2 separate regions of the Macaca mulatta genome follow, and region 2 is linked to region 1. A link is a contact called in public Hi-C data. All regions are on one chromosome and are shown on one strand. The core of a region is the stretch at or near the end of the contact, and the rest is flanking DNA. Distances in the headings are between cores, read along the strand shown. Region 1 has its middle 14 kb from the start of MIR152. Region 2 holds the start of CDK5RAP3 (CDK5 regulatory subunit associated protein 3).

Region 1 (3,534 bases), core at 992-3,491:
ACTCCCAGACTCAGGCAACCTGCCTGTCTCGCCCTTCCTAAGTGCTGGGGTTACAGGTGTGAGCCACTGCACCCAGCCTAAATGCAGATTCCTTACCTCTGGCCTTGCTTATGTTGCTGCTCCCTTTGGGGTGTCTCTTTCCCATCTTCCTTCTTTACATGGTATGTAATACACTGTTTCCTCTGTGAATATTTATTTATTTATTTTTATTATACTTTAAGTTCTAGGGTACATGTGCACAACGTGCAGGTTTGTTACATATGTATACATGTGCCATGTTGGTGTGCTGCACCCATTAACTCATCATTTACATTAGGTATATCTCCTAATGCTATCCCTCCCCCCAACCCCCCTCTCTGTGAATATTTATAATTTCCTTGTCTGCATACATGACTTTGTCCCCAGCCAAATTGTAATCTCCTTGAGTCAGGAACTGTGTTTCCCAATTCATCTTAGAAGCTCCCGACAATCCCCAGCAAGGTGCCTGGCCTGGAACAGCCTGTTAATAAATGTCTGCTGAACAAATTCATTCCAAAATAGTTTATTTTATTATTGTTATTATTAACATTGCTTTTCTTACCAAAGGGTCCATTTTGAGGAATGGCGTTAATCTATATGTGCAGTATAAAATTTACATGTGTCTCACACTCTCATTTATTTAGAACCTCATCTAACATGTTTACCAGTTTCTGTTGATAGAGATGAGGAAGAGATTAGGGAACAGATGAGGACCATACACACATTGATGCTAGAATATAATTTGTCAGCCATTCGGTTAATTTATTTTTCTTTTTTATTGAAGTATGACTTACCTACAGGAAAGAGCACATATCTTAAGTGTAAACTCTGTGACTTTCTTTTTTTTTTTTTTGAGACAGAGTTTCACTCTTGTTGCCAGAGCTGGAGTGCAATGGTAAGATCTCAGCTCACTGCAACCTCCACCTTCAGGTTTCAAGCGATTCGCCTGCCTCAGCCTCCCCAGTAGCTGGGATTATAGGCACCTGCCACCATGCCTGGCTAATTTTTGTATTTTTAGTAGAGACTGGGTTTCACCATGTTGGTCAGGCTGATCTCGAACTCCTGACCTCGTGATTCGCCCGCCTCAGCCTCCCAAAGTGCTGGGATTACAGGCATGAGCCACTGCGCTCGGTCTGTGACTTTTTACTAATATTCAGATCAAGATAAAGAACATCATTTGATTTTTAAAGGCATCTCTACTTCCGAATATCTCTTAAATCACTTCCTACCTTTTAACCTCCACCCTCACTCCACTGCGGAGTCTAGTCAGTCTCTCCCTCACTTTCTTTCCCCAGTGCCTGGCTCATGGCAAACACTCAAATATTTGAAAGAATGAATCAACAAACAAATATTATTGAATGAATGAGACCCAAATTGGAAGGAAATGGAGGTCTGTAAGGTTGTGCCCAGACTGTTTTGGGTAAATTATTCAACATTACCTGCATCGGCCTCCAAAGTTAAAGGGTATCTAGCAGGAATTTAGAGGTAAGGTTTTTTGGTTTTTTGGGTTTTTTTTCGCTATACAGCAAAGTTTCAAAGGGTGGTTAAGAGCACAGAAAATTTGAGCCTCAGGCGGTGTCCTGCTCATCGCCCCCCTACAACCCACACCCAGGCCTAGCTGGCCCCACCCCCGCCAATCTTTGCAGTCCTGCAAAGCGCCCAGCCCGGCTGCGGTCCCGCCAGCGGGGAGCCATCCATCACCGCCTGGATGCCAGCCAACCCGACGAGCCCCGCCTTCCTGCCAGCCAATAGCCGGAAGGCAGGGGGCGTGCGAGGCTCTAAGTGGTATAAAAGGGATCCCAGGGCCAGGCCGCGCTACCTCTGCGCCCCGGGTTGGGTCTGCGTGTTGCTGGCGTCCTATTCCGCGCCAGAGCCCAGGGGCCGGTGTTTCTGTGCGTGCCGTCTGGCTGGGCCCTGGCTCCTGGGTTCTGGGTTTCAGACGTGTCCTGGTGCCCATTCTGCTGGAGGAAAGAAGAGACCCTGAGGCCCCCTTCCCTTATACACTTGGGGCCGGCAGGATAGCCCACGAGGGCAAGAGGGTGGAGGAATGCAGAAAGATGCAGAGGGACCCTAGGGATGGCAGGAGACTGGAAGGCAGGCCCTGGCTGCCCTCCCACCCGGAACCGCCGGCCGCCCTTCCCGAAAACCAGGCCCCCGCGCTCCCCTCCGCGCCCGCCGACTCCGGCCTGTGGCAGCGCTAATGAGGCCGTCTGGAGGAAGCCGGTGCCAGAGGGCAGGACTCTGGGCGGCAGGCCAGGCTCGTCATCCTGGCGGCTCTGCTGGGCTGCGGGCGCCACGTGGGAGCTGGGGGCACAGCAGCCGGCGGCCCTCCACCCCCAGCGGGGTCTCTGCCTCAGCCCCCAGAAAGCTGGGCCTGCAAACTCGGGGTCCTCGGGAAGGGGTAGCGCCCTTCCCTGCCGGCCCTCCCGGCTCCTCTGGCAGTGCTGCGCAGCCCGCTCTGCGCTGTCCTCTCCGCTGCGGCGTGGGTCCGTCGGCTGCTTCGGAGCAGCGCCGCTCCCAGCAATCCCTCAGCCATCGCGGACGAGGACACCTTTCTGGTCGCCTCTCGTCATTGCCATGCACCCTCAGCTCCTTCCTTTTAACCCAGTACGGTTCCTGTGTGAGCCAGGGGTTCGGATGAGCCTAGGGCAGGGATGCGCGAGAAAGCCACCTGTCCCCAGCAGTTCCCCAATCCGGAGCCCCGCTCTGCGGAAACTGCACCAAACACTTCAACCTGAGCCTCGGTGTTCCCCTCCGTAAAATGGGGAGAGCATGGCGTAATTCACAGGATTCGGTGAGCTAGTTTGTGTGAAGTGCCCGGCTCCTGCCTGTCCCTTTCCATTCCCGTCCCTGCTACATTGGAATGGCAGGGCCGAGGCAGGCGCGACCGCGTTGCTAGGAAGCGCATTTCCCAGTCCCTCCTTGCGGTCGCTTAAGGGTGGTGGAGGGAGCCAAGCCCTGGGTGTGGCCGCGTATTTGCCAAAATACTTCTAGAAAATGTCTCCTTTCTTGTCGCCATAGTAGCCCCTGAACTCCACGGAATTTAACCGAATACTCTTTTTTTCTCCCCTTCCAAGAGTTGCCATTTTGCATTATTTACTCGGATGGATTATGCACCCAGCGCTTACAATGTAAATGTTTACATGACTGTATCATTTTCTCTAATTGTAGAAGTAGTCAAGCCCGTTATAAATGTTCAATCTTAAACAGTTTTATAATGTAGGACTTGAAAACCGCAGGGACAACTTCTATTAACGTCCACGTCTCGCCACTTTCCCTCCCTCGCTGAAATTCCTGTGCCCACGCTGGCGCGGAACTAGCAGGATGGGTCACGCGTGCAGGTTGCTAGGGCAACGTCCTGTCGCCGGTGTCGGAAACCAATGAGTAACGCCCAGGAGCTGGAGTCTGGCCCGCCCTGGGGGCGGAGTTAGTCAGCGGGGCGGCCCCGGCGGGAGCGCGTTTCCCGCCTGTCCCTGCAGGTGGCACTATAAGATCGCGGATGCTTTCCTGGGGCGG
Region 2 (3,456 bases), core at 34-2,533, 55 kb before region 1:
GCCTTCTGCACACTTTCCATCTGGGGGTATCTCAGCATTGCCAGACCAGGTTCAAAGCTAGACCCCCTCCTCCCCAACACCTGCTCAGCATCCTGCATTCCTGTCTCAGGTGGTGGCTTCCACCTAATCACCTAGGTGTCATCCTTGGTGTCTCTCTCCTCCACCTAAACAGCCAATCATATTGCCAAGTCCTATCCATTTTCCTCCTAAATATTCCTCAGATCCAGCCCTTCCCCTTCCTCCCTATACCTTGTGTCCCAGCTCAGGCTATAATCCCTCGATAACAACCTCCTTCCAGCCTCCCTGCCCCCAGTCTTATCTCCCATGCATTCATCATCCCAGCAGCCTATCTGTACAGGTTCCTCCCTGCCTCAAACCCCTTCTGTGATTCCTCTGTCTGAAGAGATGAAGTCCAAGTTCCTTAATGAGGCTCCCTTTGATATGACCTTTCCACCTTTACAGCCTCTCCTCAGCCACTCGGGCCTGCCCGCAGAGTCGACTTCATCTTGAAATTTTTCATTTTGTAACAAAGGGCCATGCATTTCCATTTTGCACTGGACCTCACAAATTACGTTGCCCGTCCAGCCTGCCTGTTGTTGCTTGCACCCCTCTTGCAGTTTGTGGCCACCTAAGCTGTGTCTCTGTAGTCTCCTCCATCTAAAACTCCTCTTCCCACATCACCCAGCTATCTTCAGCAAACTCCTCTTCCCACATCACCCAGCTATCTTCAGCTGTTCGTTTAGACTCCATGTAGGTGTTCTCTTTGGGACGTCTCACTGATCCTCCTCCTTCCCCTTCCCTGCCCTAATCGCCCAACACGTTGCAGGTGCTCAACCATGTCTACTTGAGAAACTTAATGAGAAGGCAAAGCATGACAAGTGCCACAAGAGACCTGTACACTGCTCTGGATGGTAAAGTGACGCAAGAAGGGAAGAAGGCATTTGCAACGGCCTCCCAGATCGGCGCTAGGACCCCGCCAGCAGACACCTCAATCCGCACGGAGAGGATCCAGTGCCCGCCTGGGCAAGCTGCTGCCAAGCTGGGCTCTCGGGCGCCGCCTGCCTCAATCGCACGGCCGCTGCAGCGCACCCCCGCCAGTCCCCGGCCGTGAGCCCGCCTCGCGTCTCCGATTGGCTGTCTCCATTCTCCCGCCCCTCCCGAGCTCAGCCTTTTGGAGCCTTGGGGTGGGCGGGGCTGGAGGCCTGAGTGGAGCGTATACCCTGATAGGCTGTACGGAAGGCGGCGACGTGGCCGAAGGAAGCCCGTTTGTGTCTAGACTGAAGCTCGGCCATAACGCCACTGGATTGGTGGTGGCGGGGGCGGGCCAGAGTCTCCGGCCTGAAGCGGAAGTGGAGGAAAGATGGAGGTGTGGGGACAGGAGCTGGGTGTGCTGGGAACTGGCCGCGGACCCCTAACCTATGTCCCCGGTCTCCCTCCGGGCGCGGCTCAACCCAGCCCATCGCTCTGGCCTTGTTCTGGCCCTGCAGGGTGGTGGTTGGGACCGTGAAATGAGCGCGCGAGTGGCTCGTCCTCCCAGCCGCGCTCACGCCCCCCTCCCCACCGTGTTTCCCTCCAGGACCATCAGCACGTGCCCATCGACATCCAGACCAGCAAGCTGCTCGGTAGGAGGGGGCGCCACCGCTTAGCTGGCTGTCGGGGGGAGGCCTGTTCGTTGCCCCCTGTGTCCAACAGCTGGGAGCTCTGACGCCTGAAAGCCGGGGTCGAGGTGCTGACCACTGGCTTCGTTCTACGCCCCACGTGTGGCCAGACCTGCTTCCCTGAGAGCAGCCGGAAGGAACCATATGTAGAGTCTGTTTGACCTGTGTTTTCTCCTTTAATAACATGTTATCTATCATTCAGGGATAGGATAAATGACTCGCTTTAAAAACAGTCAACCATGGCCGGGCGCGGTGGCTCATGCCTGTAATCCCAGCACTTTGGGAGGCCGAGGCTGGCGAATCACCTGAGGTCGGGAGTTCGAGACCAGCCTGACCAACCTGGAGAAACCTTGTCTCCATGTCTCCATGACTAAAAATACACAGACACAAACACAAAATTAGCCGGACTTGGTGGCACATGTCTGTAATCCCAGCTACTCGGGAGGCTGAGGCGGGAGAATCGCTTGAACCCAGGAGGCAGATGTTGCGGTGAGCCGAGATCTCACCATTGTGCTCCAGCCTGGGCAGCAAGAGCGAAACTCCATCTCAAAACAAAAAACAGTCAACCGGCCGGGCGCGGTGGCTCAAGCCTGTAATCCCAGCACTTTGGGAGGCCGAGACGGGCGGATCAGGAGGTCAGGAGATCGAGACCATCCTGGCTAACACGGTGAAACCCCGTCTCTACTAAAAAATACAAAAAACTAGCCGGGCGAGGTGGCGGGCGCCTGTAGTCCCAGCTACTCGGGAGGCTGAGGCAGGACAATGGCGTAAACCTGGGAGGTGGATGGAGCTTGCAGTGAGCTGAGATCCGGCCACTGCACTCCAGCCCGAGCGACACAGGGAGACTCCGTCTCAAAAAACAAAAAAGCAGTCAACCACTAAGTGGCACATTTGGAACTTAAGTCTGTCTGACCCACTGTCCATGCCCTTTGCATTAGGCCAGAAAAAAAAAAAAAAAAACACCCCTCATTTAAAAATCTTCACCTCCCACTTGATTTTAGGAGGAAGAGAGACCTAAGACCCAGTTGGAAATGAAGACCTTTTAGTGTCCAGGCCATCTCCAGGTTATCTGTATGGGGCCTGCATGCTTCCTCCCCAGTTCATAATCAGGGAAGGCCTCTTCGTCTGATCACAGCTCCTGGCATTTTAAAATGCTTATTGGATTCATGGATTTGATGCCAGTCTTGTCCTTAAGATGGTATCTGACGGCCGGGCGCGGTGGCTCAAGCCTGTAATCCCAGCACTTTGGGAGGCCGAGACGGGCGGACCACGAGGTCAGGAGATCGAGACCATCCTGGCTGACACAGTGAAACCCCGTCTCTACTAAAAAATACAAAAAAACTAGCCGGGCGAGGTGGCGGGCGCCTGTAGTCCCAGCTACTCGGGAGGCTGAGGCAGGAGAATGGTGTGAACCCGGGAGGCGGAGCTTGCAGTGAGCCAAGATCACGCCACTGCACTCCAGCCTGGGCGGCAGAGCGAGACTCTGTCTCCAAAAAAAAAAAAAAAAAAAAAAAAGATGGTATCTGACTACCCCAGTCCATTGCTTCTAGTTCTGTGACATCAACATAATTTTTCTTTCTGAAAACTTTACAGGAATATAGCAGAGGGAGTATAACTGATACTAGTGTGGGACCCCAGTGTTTGACTGGTTGGCAGAGTACAGGTTCTGAATTCACCACTCTGTGGGGCCATTTAGTCTGTCCTGCTTGGTGGCCATGAGGGGCTTCTTTAGCCTCCCTTCAGATTTGTACTGGCCCTTCAGCCCATGTGCAGTCTTGCTGTGTGAGCTTGTTCTTGG

Evidence for each region. A called contact is a pair of places that touch in the nucleus more often than the background predicts.
Region 2: a Hi-C map of fetal cortical plate shows a contact between it and region 1, with 2.6 times the contacts expected there. The contact joins the promoter of CDK5RAP3 here to the enhancer-like site in region 1. A contact is called at or near these places in 6 of 14 Hi-C or Micro-C datasets (blood, cortical neurons, fetal cortex germinal zone and 3 more).

What each region holds. Positions count from the first base shown.
Region 1 is chr16:61,998,953-62,002,486 of T2T-MMU8v2.0, reverse strand. No RefSeq gene overlaps it. Among named protein-coding and RNA genes, the nearest start is that of MIR152, 14 kb to the right of the region's middle. Within about 2 kb of position 2,241, at least 26 of the 40 cell types and tissues checked have an H3K27ac peak or open chromatin away from gene starts, as enhancers often do. A contact at or near this core is called in blood, cortical neurons and fetal cortical plate, where this site is marked.
Region 2 is chr16:62,052,647-62,056,102 of T2T-MMU8v2.0, reverse strand. CDK5RAP3 (CDK5 regulatory subunit associated protein 3) reads left to right here and starts at 1,283. Exons shown (of 14, transcript NM_001261645.1): 1 at 1,283-1,366; 2 at 1,577-1,622. The coding sequence starts at 1,361.